2 separate regions of the Pan troglodytes genome follow, and region 2 is linked to region 1. A link is a contact called in public Hi-C data. All regions are on one chromosome and are shown on one strand. The core of a region is the stretch at or near the end of the contact, and the rest is flanking DNA. Distances in the headings are between cores, read along the strand shown. Region 1 holds the start of TOMM20 (translocase of outer mitochondrial membrane 20). Region 2 holds the start of IRF2BP2 (interferon regulatory factor 2 binding protein 2).

What was found. Hi-C and Micro-C count contacts between places; a contact is called where the count stands out from the background.
Region 2: a contact with region 1 is called in a Hi-C map of stem cell-derived neural progenitor cells, with 3 times the contacts expected there. The contact joins the promoter of IRF2BP2 here to the promoter of TOMM20 in region 1. A contact is called at or near these places in 1 of 7 Hi-C or Micro-C datasets (stem cell-derived neural progenitor cells) and 1 of 1 datasets of contacts at active chromatin or transcription factors (stem cell-derived excitatory neurons).

What each region holds. Positions count from the first base shown.
Region 1 is chr1:14,040,694-14,047,032 of NHGRI_mPanTro3-v2.0_pri, reverse strand. It overlaps TOMM20 (translocase of outer mitochondrial membrane 20), which reads right to left and starts at 3,306. Exons shown (of 5, transcript XM_001153572.7): 1 at 2,619-3,306. The coding sequence starts at 2,739. It overlaps RBM34 (RNA binding motif protein 34), which reads right to left. Exons shown (of 11, transcript XM_063809732.1): 11 at 5,653-6,013. The coding sequence ends at 5,729. LOC112207334 (small nucleolar RNA SNORA14) reads right to left here and starts at 1,961; the gene lies at 1,827-1,961.
Region 2 is chr1:14,564,042-14,570,380 of NHGRI_mPanTro3-v2.0_pri, reverse strand. It overlaps IRF2BP2 (interferon regulatory factor 2 binding protein 2), which reads right to left and starts at 2,271. Exons shown (of 2, transcript XM_525097.8): 1 at 546-2,271. The coding sequence starts at 1,593.

The sequences.
Region 1 (6,339 bases), core at 2,057-4,556:
GGGTTTCACCATGTTGACCAGGCTGGTCTCGATCTCCTGACCTCATGATCTTCCCACCTTGGCCTCCCAAAGTTCTGGGATTACAGGCGTGAGGCACTGTGCCTGGCCTACATATATATAGATATATATATAGATATAGATATAAATATATAGACACACACACACACACACACATATATTTTGGAGACAGAGTCTTGTTCTGTCCCCCCAGGATGGAGTGCAGTGGTGCAGTCTCTGCTCACTGCAACCTCTACCTTCCACATTCCAGCAATTCTGCCTCAGCCTCCCAAGCAGCTGGGACTACCGGCGTGCACCACCACACCCAGCTAATTTTTGTATTTTTAGCAGAGTGGGGGTTTCACCATGCTGACCAGGCTGCTTGAACTCCTGACATGAGGTGATCCGCCCACCTCGGCCTCCCAAAGTGCTGAGATTACTAGCGTTGAGCCACCACACCCAGCCGCAATTACCTTTAAACAGACTGCAAGATTATTCTAAATAAATTTTACAAAAACATCAAACCACAAAATATTTCTACTCATAAAAATATCTCATCCGGACGCAGTGGCTCACGCCTGTAATCCCAGCACTTTGGGAGGCTGAGACGGGCAGATCATGAAGTCAGGAGTTCGAGACCAACCTGGCCAATATGGTGAAACCCTGTCTCTACTAAAAATACAAAAATTAGCCTGGCATGGTGGTGTGCGCCTGTAATCCCAGCTACTCAGGAGGCTGAGGCAGAACTGCTTGAACCCGGGAGGCGGAGGTTCCAATGATCCGAGATCACCCCACTGCACTCGAGCCTGGGCGACAGAGCGAGACTCAAACAAACAAACAACAACAAAAAATCTCTAGCATTCATCAATTACCATGTGTGAGGAACAGGACTAAAACTCTACACTATACCATTTTACAAAAAGGGAAAACTAAAGCTTGAAGTTACTTGCCTAAAGTTACTGCTGCAGCTAATTCACTGTAATCATTAGGTTGCCGCTAAGTCCAGAAAAAACAATTTTAGATTGAAAATGATGGAGAAGTTATTTTGAAATAACATTCCTCCATTTATCTAAAATGATAGCTCTTGTTTCTGCAACAGGACTTCAGGGTTTCCAACGGAAGATAGGGTTAATCCATTCTTTATAACTCTGCATTTGTACCAAAACCCCCAGCTGTCACCCATTTTGGCAACTACAGGACAATAACCCGAAGGCAGAATGACTACCAGCATTTATGGAGGAACATTTCCTATGTCAGAAAACGTGGAAGGCAATTCAAACATCTCAACCTTCACAAGACCAACAAGAGGTAGGTGGCATTACCTGATTTTACAACTACAGAAATTAGGATTCAGAAACCCCAAATTATGCCGCTAACCTGGCCCTAGAAATTCGGGGTCTGAATCTAAAACAGTATTCTATTAGTCTGCCTAGTCATAAATCAAATTATGTCTATATCCCTTCCCTCCTAAAACATAAGAAAGCTGGAACTAGATGTCTGATTCTTAGTGCTAGTAAGATCAGCGCTGCAGTCACTGCTCACACATGGCTACTGAACACTTGAAATGACTTAGTATAGCTGAATTAAACCGTAACCACCGTTACTTAAGTAAACAATAATCCCTTCTTTGTACACCTTGGGCTTTAGTAACTTATGTATCAATTTTAATTCCAAAAACTAATTTGGCTGAACAACCAAGATAAGCCAAAAAATATTTCTTATTGCAACAAATTTGCTCTTCAGTGATGCGAATGAAGATTCTCCGAAAATTCAAGGTGGATCACAACGGTTTTCATGACACGATTCCCCTCTGGTAGACCTCTCTTAAAAGATGTCGCAGGTATGAAATAAGACTGAGCCACGGGAGAAGCGCAGCCCTTTGGACTCCCTTGCAATTTCTATAGCATTCACTCATATCTTGGAAGCACTTAGAACGAAGCTACCAAGAGGGTTTAAGAATGCAGCAATGAACCAGGCGGATCATCTGAGGTCAGGAGTTCGAGACTAGCCTGACCAACATGGTGAAACCCCGTCTCTACTAAACACAAAAAATCACCGGGCGTGGTGACGCCCGACTGTAATCCCAGCTACTGGGGAGACTGAGGCAGGAGAAGCGCTTGAAATCGGGAGGCGGAGGTTGCAGTGAGCCGAGATCGCGCCACTGCACTACAGCCTGGGCGACAGAGCGAGATTCCATCTCAAAAAAAAGAATGCAACAATGATACTGCACTGAGCATGCGGATTTAGCCTCAGACTAAAATTTGCGACAAAAATGCACGACTTTTTAGTTAAGAGTAGAGATTTAAAAAGATGAACGGCAAAAAAAGAGACAACCTCCTCCCCAGGCCACACACACCCGAGATTGTAACAGAAATCAAGAGTGCATTTGCACGGCTAAAGTGTCTGGGGAAAACAAAACGGGAAAAATCCTTCCTCCAAAATGGAATTCCTACGGGGCACTAGAGACCCCGGAGCGGCGCAGCCAGCGCCATCGCCTATTGAGGGCCGCACCACGCGGTCGCCCTGCGCGGCCCACAGGCTGGTGGGAGGCAATGACCCCTCCTGTGGAGGGCGGCGGCCGAAGGCAGCAAGCCTGGCCAGGGGAGAGAGGACCCACTCACGTTCTCGAAGCCTGTTCTTGAAGTTGGGGTCACTTCGTCTTTTGCGATCGAAGTAGATGCAGTACCCAATGAAAAGGGCCCCGCATACACCGGCGGCGATGGCACTGTTCCGACCCACCATCTTCTCTACAACGCTGAGCGTGGACGGTGGCGGCAGGGACCGCGAAGGAGCGGTGGGCCACGAACCCTCAGACCCTCAGAGCGGTCAGCGCAGCTCACACCCGACGGCCGCGGGCCAGGAACACGGAAAGGCCGAGCACACGCCACTTCCGGTCCCAGTCAACTAAGGGCCTCGAGGTCGTCCGCGGCAGAGCCTGAGCAGAGCCCAAGAGCGCGGCTCCTGCGCCTGCGCAGTGGGCCACGCCGGCGTTTCCCGTGCGCCGCTGGGTGTACGCACTGGAGTCGGGAATTTGCACGTGACCACGGACTTTTTTTCATATCCGCCGACCATGCTGTAACGAGGCGTACGCGTTGCTGGCGTGCACGTACTCAGAAGACTAGCTGACAGCCTTGTTTGTGGCAGACAAAGATGCAGGGTCCCAGACTGCGAATGCTTCATCTTGTCTAACACAGGCAGCCTGTGACTTGTTTGAATTAAACTGTACTTTCTTTTCAGGTTGCCACAATCCATTGTGCGTAGTGGTTCCATTTCAAAAGAATGTTACAGGATAGCCTCATTTTATGATAACTGGAATAAAATTAAATGGAGTAATTTCTTGAAAAATATACACAATTGAAGAAAAAATAGAAAACGTGAATTGTTTTATAGCCACATGAAAACATACACATGATCAGGCCAGGCGCGGTGGCTCACGTCTGTAATCTCCACTTTGGGAGGCCGAGGCAGGCGGATCACTTAAGGCCAGGAGTTTGAGACCAGCCTGGCCAACATGGTGAAACCCTGTCTCTACCAAAAATACAAAAATTAGCTGGCCATGGTGGCCGGGGCCTGTAATCCCAGCTACTCTGGAGGCTGAGGCGGGAGAATCGCTTGAACCAGGAGGCAGAGGTTGCAGTGAGCCAAGATCGAGCCACTGCACTCCAGCCTGAGTGACAGATCAGGAGTCCGTCTCAAAAAAATAAAATATATATATATATGACCTAAGTTAAGATATTCTGACAAGGAAAATCGTGGGCAGAAAGCAGGCATTAAACAGACACTGTTAAGTTGAGGGGTATCGAAGTCAAGCATCAGTGTCAAGAGACATTGGAACCAGAGCTACCTTACCTTGAATAGGGGCTGGGTAAAATGAGGCTGAGACCTATTGGGGCACATTCCCAGGAAGTTTGGCATTCTTGGTCACAGGATATTTACAGGGAAGGGAACAAGTTAATAATGTTTACCTAACAGACCCAGGAAATGTCCTGATGTCCTGATATCTTAAGAACAAAAGCATTCTTAGTTTAATTTTCCCTTTAAAGATAATATTGATCCTTGCAGAAGACAGTAGTTACACAGGATTAACAGTCCTTTGACAAAGACCAGGCAGTGTCTCACACCTGTAATCCCAGCACTTTGGGAGGCCCAGATGGGCGGATAGCTTGAGCCCAAGAGTTCAACACCAGCCTGGGCAACATGGTGAGACCCCGTCTCCACAAAAAAATTAAAAACTTAGCCAGGCGTGGTGGCACACACCTGTGGTCCCAACTACATGGGGAATGACGCGGGAGGATCCCTTAATCCCAGGAGGTTGAGGCTGCAGTGAGTTATGATTGTACCACTGCAGTCCAAACTGGGTGACAGGGTAAGACCTTGTCTCAAAACAAACACAAAAAAAATCCTTTGTCACAAGCTCTTGGAGTAGAGCTCATCTTCCTCATTATTTTTTTGCTGTTCAATACAAACAAGCCTTGTACCTAAGGTGGACATGTTCCTTCTCTTGCTTTAGGGTATGCACCATTCTACAAAGTACGCTTTCACTTTTTTTTTTTTTTGAGACTGAGTCTTGCTGTCACCCAGGCTGGAGTGCAGTGGCATGATCTTGGCTCACTATAACCTCCACCTCCTGGGTTCAAGCAATTCTCCTGCCTCAGCCTCCCCAGTAGCTGGGATTACAGGCATGTGCCATCACACCCAGCAAATTTTTGTATTTTTAGTAGAGATGGGGTTTCACCATGTTGGCCAGGCTAGTCTCAAACTCCTGACATCTGGTGATCCACCCACCTCGGCCTCCTAAAGTGCTAGGATTACAGGCATGAGCCACCGCGAGTGATCTTCTTTATTTTCTTAATAAACTTGTTTTCACTTTACTCTGTGGACTGGCCCCAAATTCTTTCTTAGGCAAGATCCAAGAACCCTCTGTTGGGGTCTGGATCCTTTTCCAGTAACACCAGGTTGCGTAATAAAGAATTTGGCTGGCCTTTGTCCCCAGTTCCTGGGAGTTCTAGCCCCTTGGAATTGATGAGTGATTCACTCCTGTAATCCTAGCACTTTGGGAGGCCAAGGTGGGAGGATCACTTGAGTCCAGCAGTTTGAGAGCAGCCTGGGCAACAAAGTGAGATACTGAAGCGACATCGTTTGGGGTAATACCCAAGGTTCATTGCTTCATGCCAAGGAAATCAAGAACTTGAGCACACACGGAGTAAGGTTAAGAGCAGAGGTTTAATAGGCAAAAGAGAAAGGAGGCTTGGGTGCGGTGACTCACGCCTGTAATCCTAGCACTTTGAGAGGCCAAGGCGGGTGGATCACCTGAGGTCAGGAGTTCGAGACCAGCCTGGCCAACATGGTGAAACCCCGTCTCTACTAAAAATACAAAAAATTAGCCAGGCGTGGTGGCAGGCGCCTGTAATCCCAGCTACTCGGGAGGCTGAGGCAGGAGAAGCGCTTGAACCCAGAAGGCAGAGGTTGCAGTGAGCCAAGATCACGCCACTGCACTCCAGCCTGGGAGACAACAGCCAAACTCCATCTCAAAACACAGAACAAAAACAAAAAAACCTTCAAAGGTAGTATCACAATGTGAATAAACTGAGAATGTGGAAGTCTCCACATTTCACATACACCATCCATAAAGAAGTATAAAACTCAACACATGAATAGCAGACGATGCTATCAGCAGATAATAGCACTTTTATTAGCAGTACTCAGCAGGAAAAGAAAAAGCAGTTCCTGGTTATTTCTGTTTTCTCGGTTTCTTAGGGCGTCCACTTTTCTTCTGTCCTTTCTTCTTCATTTTAAGGAGAACAGCTTTTTCTCCAATAAATAAGCTTTTAGAATGTCCTTCTGCAGTTCTGGAAGTAAAATTAAGTCCCTGCTTAGGTTTACTGACATTCTTCAATCGTGGATTTGAATTTTGTTGTTTTAATTTTTCTTTATTAACAGAACGCATGACTCTGAGTTTTCTCCCCATGAGTTCAGAATTATTTAATTTCAGAGCAAGATGAACAGAATCTGTATTCTGCAAAAGAAAACACAATACATTCATTGCTACCAGAAACCCATCTGCAAAGAAACTAGTGAAAGTGTCACTTTAACAGATGAGAACGACTTTCAAGCTTGCACAGATAAGCCCCGTCCAATCCCAGGTGTATCAGCTGCCGCGCTCGAAGTCTCCTTATCACCATGCTCCTCACCAGTGTTTCCTCAGAAAGCACTCAAGCTGCCTTGTGAAATGTTCAGCTAAGTCACAATGCTACAGGCTTCGTGTTTTTTTTTTTTTTTTCATTGTAAAATGAGGTTCTAGACTAGATCAGTCATATGCAATATTGGCTTTTTTTTCTTTTT
Region 2 (6,339 bases), core at 1,022-3,521, 520 kb before region 1:
CACTGGAAGAGATCCTTCTCTTCCTAACCCGAAACAAAAGTCGTTACAGAATTCCTCCTCTCTAAAAGCACAGACAGAAAATACTCATATACGAGTTTCAGGTGCACATGCAACTTAAAACCTTCAGGCGTACGGGATTCTGAGGCAGCAGACTGATTTAAAATGGAGCCACTGAAAATGACACGCTTGTAACTGCCTGTTTGTACACATGCACAAAAGTACCCTCGTTTGCACTCAACATGTGACTGCTAATGTCCCCCAATAGGTTAAAAGGTGACTGGTGCCCTCATGCTCCCATCCAAGAATGTGCTGGGAAAGGAAAACCCCGTGTCAGAGCGTATCAGCCCAGTCTGACTCATCTCTGTTATGCTGCTTCAGCACATGAACACGTTGCCACCAAGCACTGGTTCCGCCTCAGGCAGATCAGGAAGTGGGGTGTTTGTTGTTTCTGGGCTGGGGTAAAATGGTGACTCGAAAGAACCACCCCTCCTCTGCTCTCCGTCCCCTTTTCTCCCCTAGACCCCTCACTTCACAGCCGCCCCTACCTGCTTTAGACCCGTTGGCCCCGTTGGCCTCGAAACCCAACAACCTGCCTGCAGTCAGGGCCGGCTCCTTCTTAAACTTGCTCTCGAAGGGCCCCGAGTGGCCGTGCTGGTGCAGCGCCAGCAGCGTGTCGCGCACGGTCTTGGGCCTGTTGACCCAGTCCTGCTCTCCAGACCCGCGGCTCTTGCCCGCACCTTCCGCGCTCAGCTCGGCGGCCCCGGCCGCGGTGGACAGGCTGTCGGCCGGGCCCCGGTGCGCAGGCGGCGGCGGTTGTTTCTCCTTGGCTGCCGCCTCACGCTGCTCGTGCTCCACGGCAGCGCTGCTCGACACGGATGCCGGCCGCTTGTGGGCGCCCAGATCGGTGGGCTGCGCGGAGCCCAGGCTGGCGGCCGCGGTTCCCGACACCGCGGCTAAGGAGGCGGCAGCGCGGCCGCCGAGGCCGAGCGCGGTGGGCAGCGGCGTGGCCGAGCCGTTCATGAGCGGCACCAGGGTGGGCGGCACGGCGTGGCCGCGCCGCGGGTTCGGGCTCTGGCGATTCAGCTCGGGCGGCTCCTCTAGCTTGGAGAAGCCGTTGGGCACCAGGATGCCGTTCACGGGCGGCGGCTGCGGCGTCGGCGGCTGGGCCAGGCTCGCGGCCGGGCGGCTGCTGCCGAAGTCAGAGCCGAGGCGCGGGGGCCTCTCGGCCGCGGCCGCCAGCGGGTAGCGCTCCAAGGCCTGCGGCGCGCGCGGGGCCGCCTCGGGGCCGCCGTGGCCAAGCTGCTGCTGCTGCTGCAAAAGGATGTCCTTGGCGGAGAGCGGCGGCGGCTTGGCGGCGGCCGGGGCCGCGGCGCCGGGTGGGGAGCGACCCTCCGGGAAGCAGCCGTGCGCCCGCTTGAGCTGCCGCGCCGTCTCGATGACGAACTCGACGCGGTCGGCGCCCTCGTAGTTGACGCAGCCGCGGCAGACGGGTTCGGTGAAGTCCCAGATCATGGCCCAGGGCATGCGGGGCAGGTCACACAGGTAGCACGATTGCCGCCGGGACGCGGCCGCCACCGCCACCGCCGCGGCCATGTCCGAGGAGCCCGCGACGCCGGAGGAGGAGGCGGAGGAGGAGGAGGGGGCGCCGCCGCCCCCCACCGGCACCACGCGCGCCCTCCTCCCCCCCCAACCCCGCGTCTCCCCCACCAGCGGCGGCGGCGGCCGCAAAGGCGGCGGCGGCGGCAAAGCCCGCGAAGGCTCGGCGCCCGCGCAGCGCCCCCGGTGCACGAGGGGCGGCGGGCGCGAGGTGAGGGGCTGCAGCCGCGGCAGCAGTTCCCCCCGGCCGGCCCGGGCACGGGCGGGCGGCGCGGTGCGGCGGGGCGGCGGGCGCGGCGGCGGGGGCTCGGCCGGAGCCGCGGCGGGCCTCCAGACCGGGGCGAAGACGGGCCGCGCGGGCGCGGGGGAGCGCAGCAGGTCGCGGCGGCGGCCGGCACGGAGTGCGGGGCGGGGGGCGGGGAGGCCGGGGGGGCAGGGGGCGGGGGGCGGCCGCCGGGGCAGGCTCAGCCCGAGCGGCGGGGCATGCCGCGCCGGGGTGGCGGCGGCCGGGCGGCGTGGAGCTCGGGCGCGGCGCGGGCCCCGGGTCGCTCCGCCGCTCTCTCACAGCTCCTGGCGTCGCCGCTCTCCAGCGCCAGCGTCAGCGGCCAGCCCGCCTCAGCTCCGCCGCCGCCACCGTCGCTGCTGCTGCTGCCGCCGCGACCGCTCCACTTCTACAGACTTGATTCTTCGACAGTCTCGCACGGCGCCTGCGCGGGCCCCCTCCCCTCGTGCGCGTGCCCGCCCTCCCGCGCGCGCGCTCCCCCTCCCCCCGCGCGCCGAAGGAGCGCTGCCGGGAGAGCCGGCTCTGCGGCGCCCGCCCGCCCGCGGGGCAGCGCAGCAGCGCAGCGCCGGTGTTCCCTTCGGAACACCGCGCAAAGTGATCGTGTGCTTTTCCTCCACTTTCCCTCACTTCGCGCCCCACCCGGCTGTCCCGACCACCCTCAGGATGTTTTTCTCTAGTGTGCCTCTGGGCCAAATCGTGCTAAAAATCATTTCTTTTTCTTTTATGCAAGGACACTTTGTCACTTGGTTTCCGTCAGTCTCCTGAGAATGGGGAATTTAGGTCTAGCGTGGTTCACAGTTCTGGTTTTTTAGGAGTTATACTTGAAAGCTCAATGTCGGACACGTAAGCATGAAATCCGTCACTGGTGCTTTGCATTTGTCTTGGAAAGGACATACGCGCCGCCTGTCCCTTTTACTAACTAGGGAGACTGTGAATATTCCCAAGCCCAGCACCACGTGCACGCGCCGCCAGCTGGCTCGCGCGTTTTCCACGGAGCCCTCTGGAGGGGAGGGAGCGCGGTTCGGACTAGCCTCTCCCGAACACCAAGTGCTGCTCTTAGCCCCGTCCAGCCCTCCCCCGCGCCAGTCGCCCCGGCCGCCTTATGTAGGTATGCGCGGCGGGCGCGTGACGTGGGCGCGGGGCCGTGGGCGGCCGCCGCCGCGAGTGCGCACGCTCCGCGCAGACGTGCCTCGGCGCCGCTGGCACTAGGGCCTCGTGGAACGAATGCACATTCCAGGGATCCGGGGTCTACGGCCAGCGCGGCCGCGTCACAGCGCAGGCTCCACCCCCTTCGGCGAGTCTAGGCGTCGAGGCGCCGCCCCCGGGCCCGAACTTGGACTCGAGGTGGCGGGAGGCGAGGGCGCGAGTCGGGGGGGGGGTCCTGCTCGCCTCCGCGAGGTCCCCGAGGGCCGTGGGGGCGACCGGCTGGCTGGTTCGCCCGCCGTCGCGCAGGGCGGGCCGCCGACGGAGGCGGACTTGCGCCCTATATGCCACCCAGGCCGGGATGAGCCCAGCCCAGCCGCCCGGCCTGCAGCTCTGCCACCGTTGGCAGCCTCAGACTCAGCCCAGACTGAATTGAATGCTTGAGTTTCACACTTTTATCGGGAGGAGGAGCTGGTGTGTGTTATGGTAAATCACTTTGGGCTGGTCGTTAGTCTCCCTAATACACGTAGGCTTAGTCGCTCTTCAATTGGGATTTTTACACTTAAGCTCTTTAAGGGCGGCCTCTGGAGCTGCTTTTGTTGGGAACACAGGCCCACAACTGTCCCTTGAGACTGGAATGAGCTGGTTAAGTGTGGGAAGAACAGGGTACTAATTATATTATCTTTCCTACAACTGGATTGGTAGGTGGAGAGAAAAAAAAATCATGCTGACGTTTCTCTCTAGTCGTTGCTATTGAAAATACCAGGTTGCTTCAAAGGATTAACCACAAGGAAGAGGAAAAACACCCTTAGAGAAACAGTGGAGGGAGCTGCTTAAAACACATGAAAAAACCTGTTCGAAAATGGCACAGAAAACGTAATGTCAGACCTAAATGTTTTTACAGGCTAACCTTGAATGTCTTTTGGGGATTTCCATAGAAGGTGCGCCTGTTTTAAAGGTCTCTGCATCTGTTCCTGGATCTTGCCCTGCAATTGCAATCCTGCCTCACCCTCTCCAAGCTGGGAGAACGGGGCCTGTCCAGATCCTTCCCGGGAGTAGCTGGTGCCAGCGGGTTTGGTCACTCCCAGGCCCTGCTGTTGCACACCGCTTTCAAGACCTGTCCCTTTGGTCACCCTCCTCAGAGACCCTGTGACACTCATTCCAGTACATGGCTTCACCCACTGCGTCACTGCCCAAAGGGGATGAAGTCCAGTCCTTGTGCTGCAGAGAAATGAACCAACTTATCGCCCCCAAGAGACGGCCCCACTAAGCATTGACTGAAACATACTAAAAGAAAACACAACTCACCATTAGAGTTGTGGCCTAATTATACTCATTTCTCTGCAAGCTGGTACTGTAATGGCCTCAAGGGGAGAGCCTGCCACTCCATCCTAAAATAGAATTAGAGATAGAAATTCTGCCACGATGCTAAGATCTTTGCAAAACAGAGCTTTTCTTCTTCAAAGGAAGAGCATTTCCTTCTTATTTTACGCTGCCAGTTTCATGTCGAAACTGAGTTGTTGTAACTTCCCTAATGAAATGCCCGATGGAAAATGGAAGGGCTATTTTAGTTCTGGGCTCGATCCGGAATCAAGGGGGTTAAGGCTGGATTCAGGGCAGCAATTCCTTATATTGTATCAGAAGTCTTTCATGCAGCCTGGCCTTTCATGTAGCTCTGAAGCAGCTTTATCGATGTATGCTAAGTAAACATAGCTTTGTTTTTGTCTTCCACCCACCGCTCCCTCCCGGCACAGACTGGAGTTGGATCCCGTCCAAAGCGGCTGCTGCAGCAGTTACAGCCGCCTCCTCCACACACAGGAGCAGGGTTTCTAGGGTGAGGCAATGCGTCTGCAATTCGCAGAGACAAGGCAGGAATTGTAATTGTAGTTCATCATGTGATGACTTATGAAAGAGGAAGTTGGTATGTTTTAGTCACGTAGACTCTGCCCTCTTGCTTAAGGCACCAGGTCCTCTCAAAAGAGAATTATGATCATCTTTGCCACCCAGAGTCAAGGTTACCGGGTTGGCTGCAGTGTGCTCCTGCACATTCATATACGGACAGGCAGGCAGATGCTGGGCCAAGTGTCGGCGACGCAGCGGGATGAGGCTGGCTTTTCACCAGAACACTAAAATGTTGCAATTTGTCTTAAGGACTAAAGGAAATATTCTATGGAGAACGCTCCTGCTGAGACTAGACAAACCAACAGTCCTTTCCAGCTCTAATTTTTGAGAGTTGTTTTTTTTTTTTAATAAAAATCACAGTTTAGGAGTAAAAGGAAAGCCATTCAGTATGACACTATCAGAAAAGCAGGAATAAGGAAGTGGCTTGGAAGGCAAACCTAAGAGAGCGGTTGTAAGCGATAGCTCAATGGGTAGAACTAATGGGACCTTCCGACACTGAGATTGAAACGGGCTTCTACTGCGTGAACGTTAAACATCTAAAATCTGAATCTGGTTTCCAGAGCTTACTCCAGTCAAGCAGCTATTAACACACGGAAGCCCTGAACTGACAGTCTATAGAGCAGTGTAAAGAAACGGTTCCTACAAGAGTACCTTATTGGAACTTTGCCCCCAGGATATGCAGCTGCAAGAGGGGTGCAACCCCATTCCCCCAGCAGCTTGTGGGTGCTGTCCAGGAGATAGATGGTATTCCTAGGAACTGCTGAGTTCGTGGCTTTCACCCTCTATCCAGAGGTGGAATCACAGCCTTCATTCTTTAGAGTGCAGTTTCCTTAAATAGCATGATGTTGCAACCATGCTAAAGCTTCTTAAACTCTGACCTTGGCGTATTTGAAGAAGAGAAAAAATGCAGCCACATTTCATCTGGATTTCTGTGGACATCATTGCGGGTTTCTTCAGCTTTGGCAAAAGTGTCGTAAGGTTTGAAGAGCACACGTGATATTCAGGGCTTTTCCAATTTTTTAAATAAGTTATATATATTTGAACACATTTGTTTATATGAATATATCTACACATACTATGGAGCACCATGACATAAATGAACCTTCTGTAATTGATATGAGCGTCTTCCTTCTAAGTAACAGCATTTTATGAGACAATCTTACTGTTTTTCAAATTGCAAATATTCTTTTTTAGAAATACTTTCCCTCTGTTTGACCTCTCTCTATAGCCTACCTCCCCTGTGCACAGAGCATACAGATATTAAAGAGACTTTTGCATGTGGAGGAGATAAACTCTCTGTGGAGGGTCTAAGAATCAAGCCAAATAAAATCACAGGAGCTCTTAATCATCCACATATTGTACACAGAAGCTGTTAGTCGGCAGCCTATATGTCAACGTATGTATAGGTCCCTATT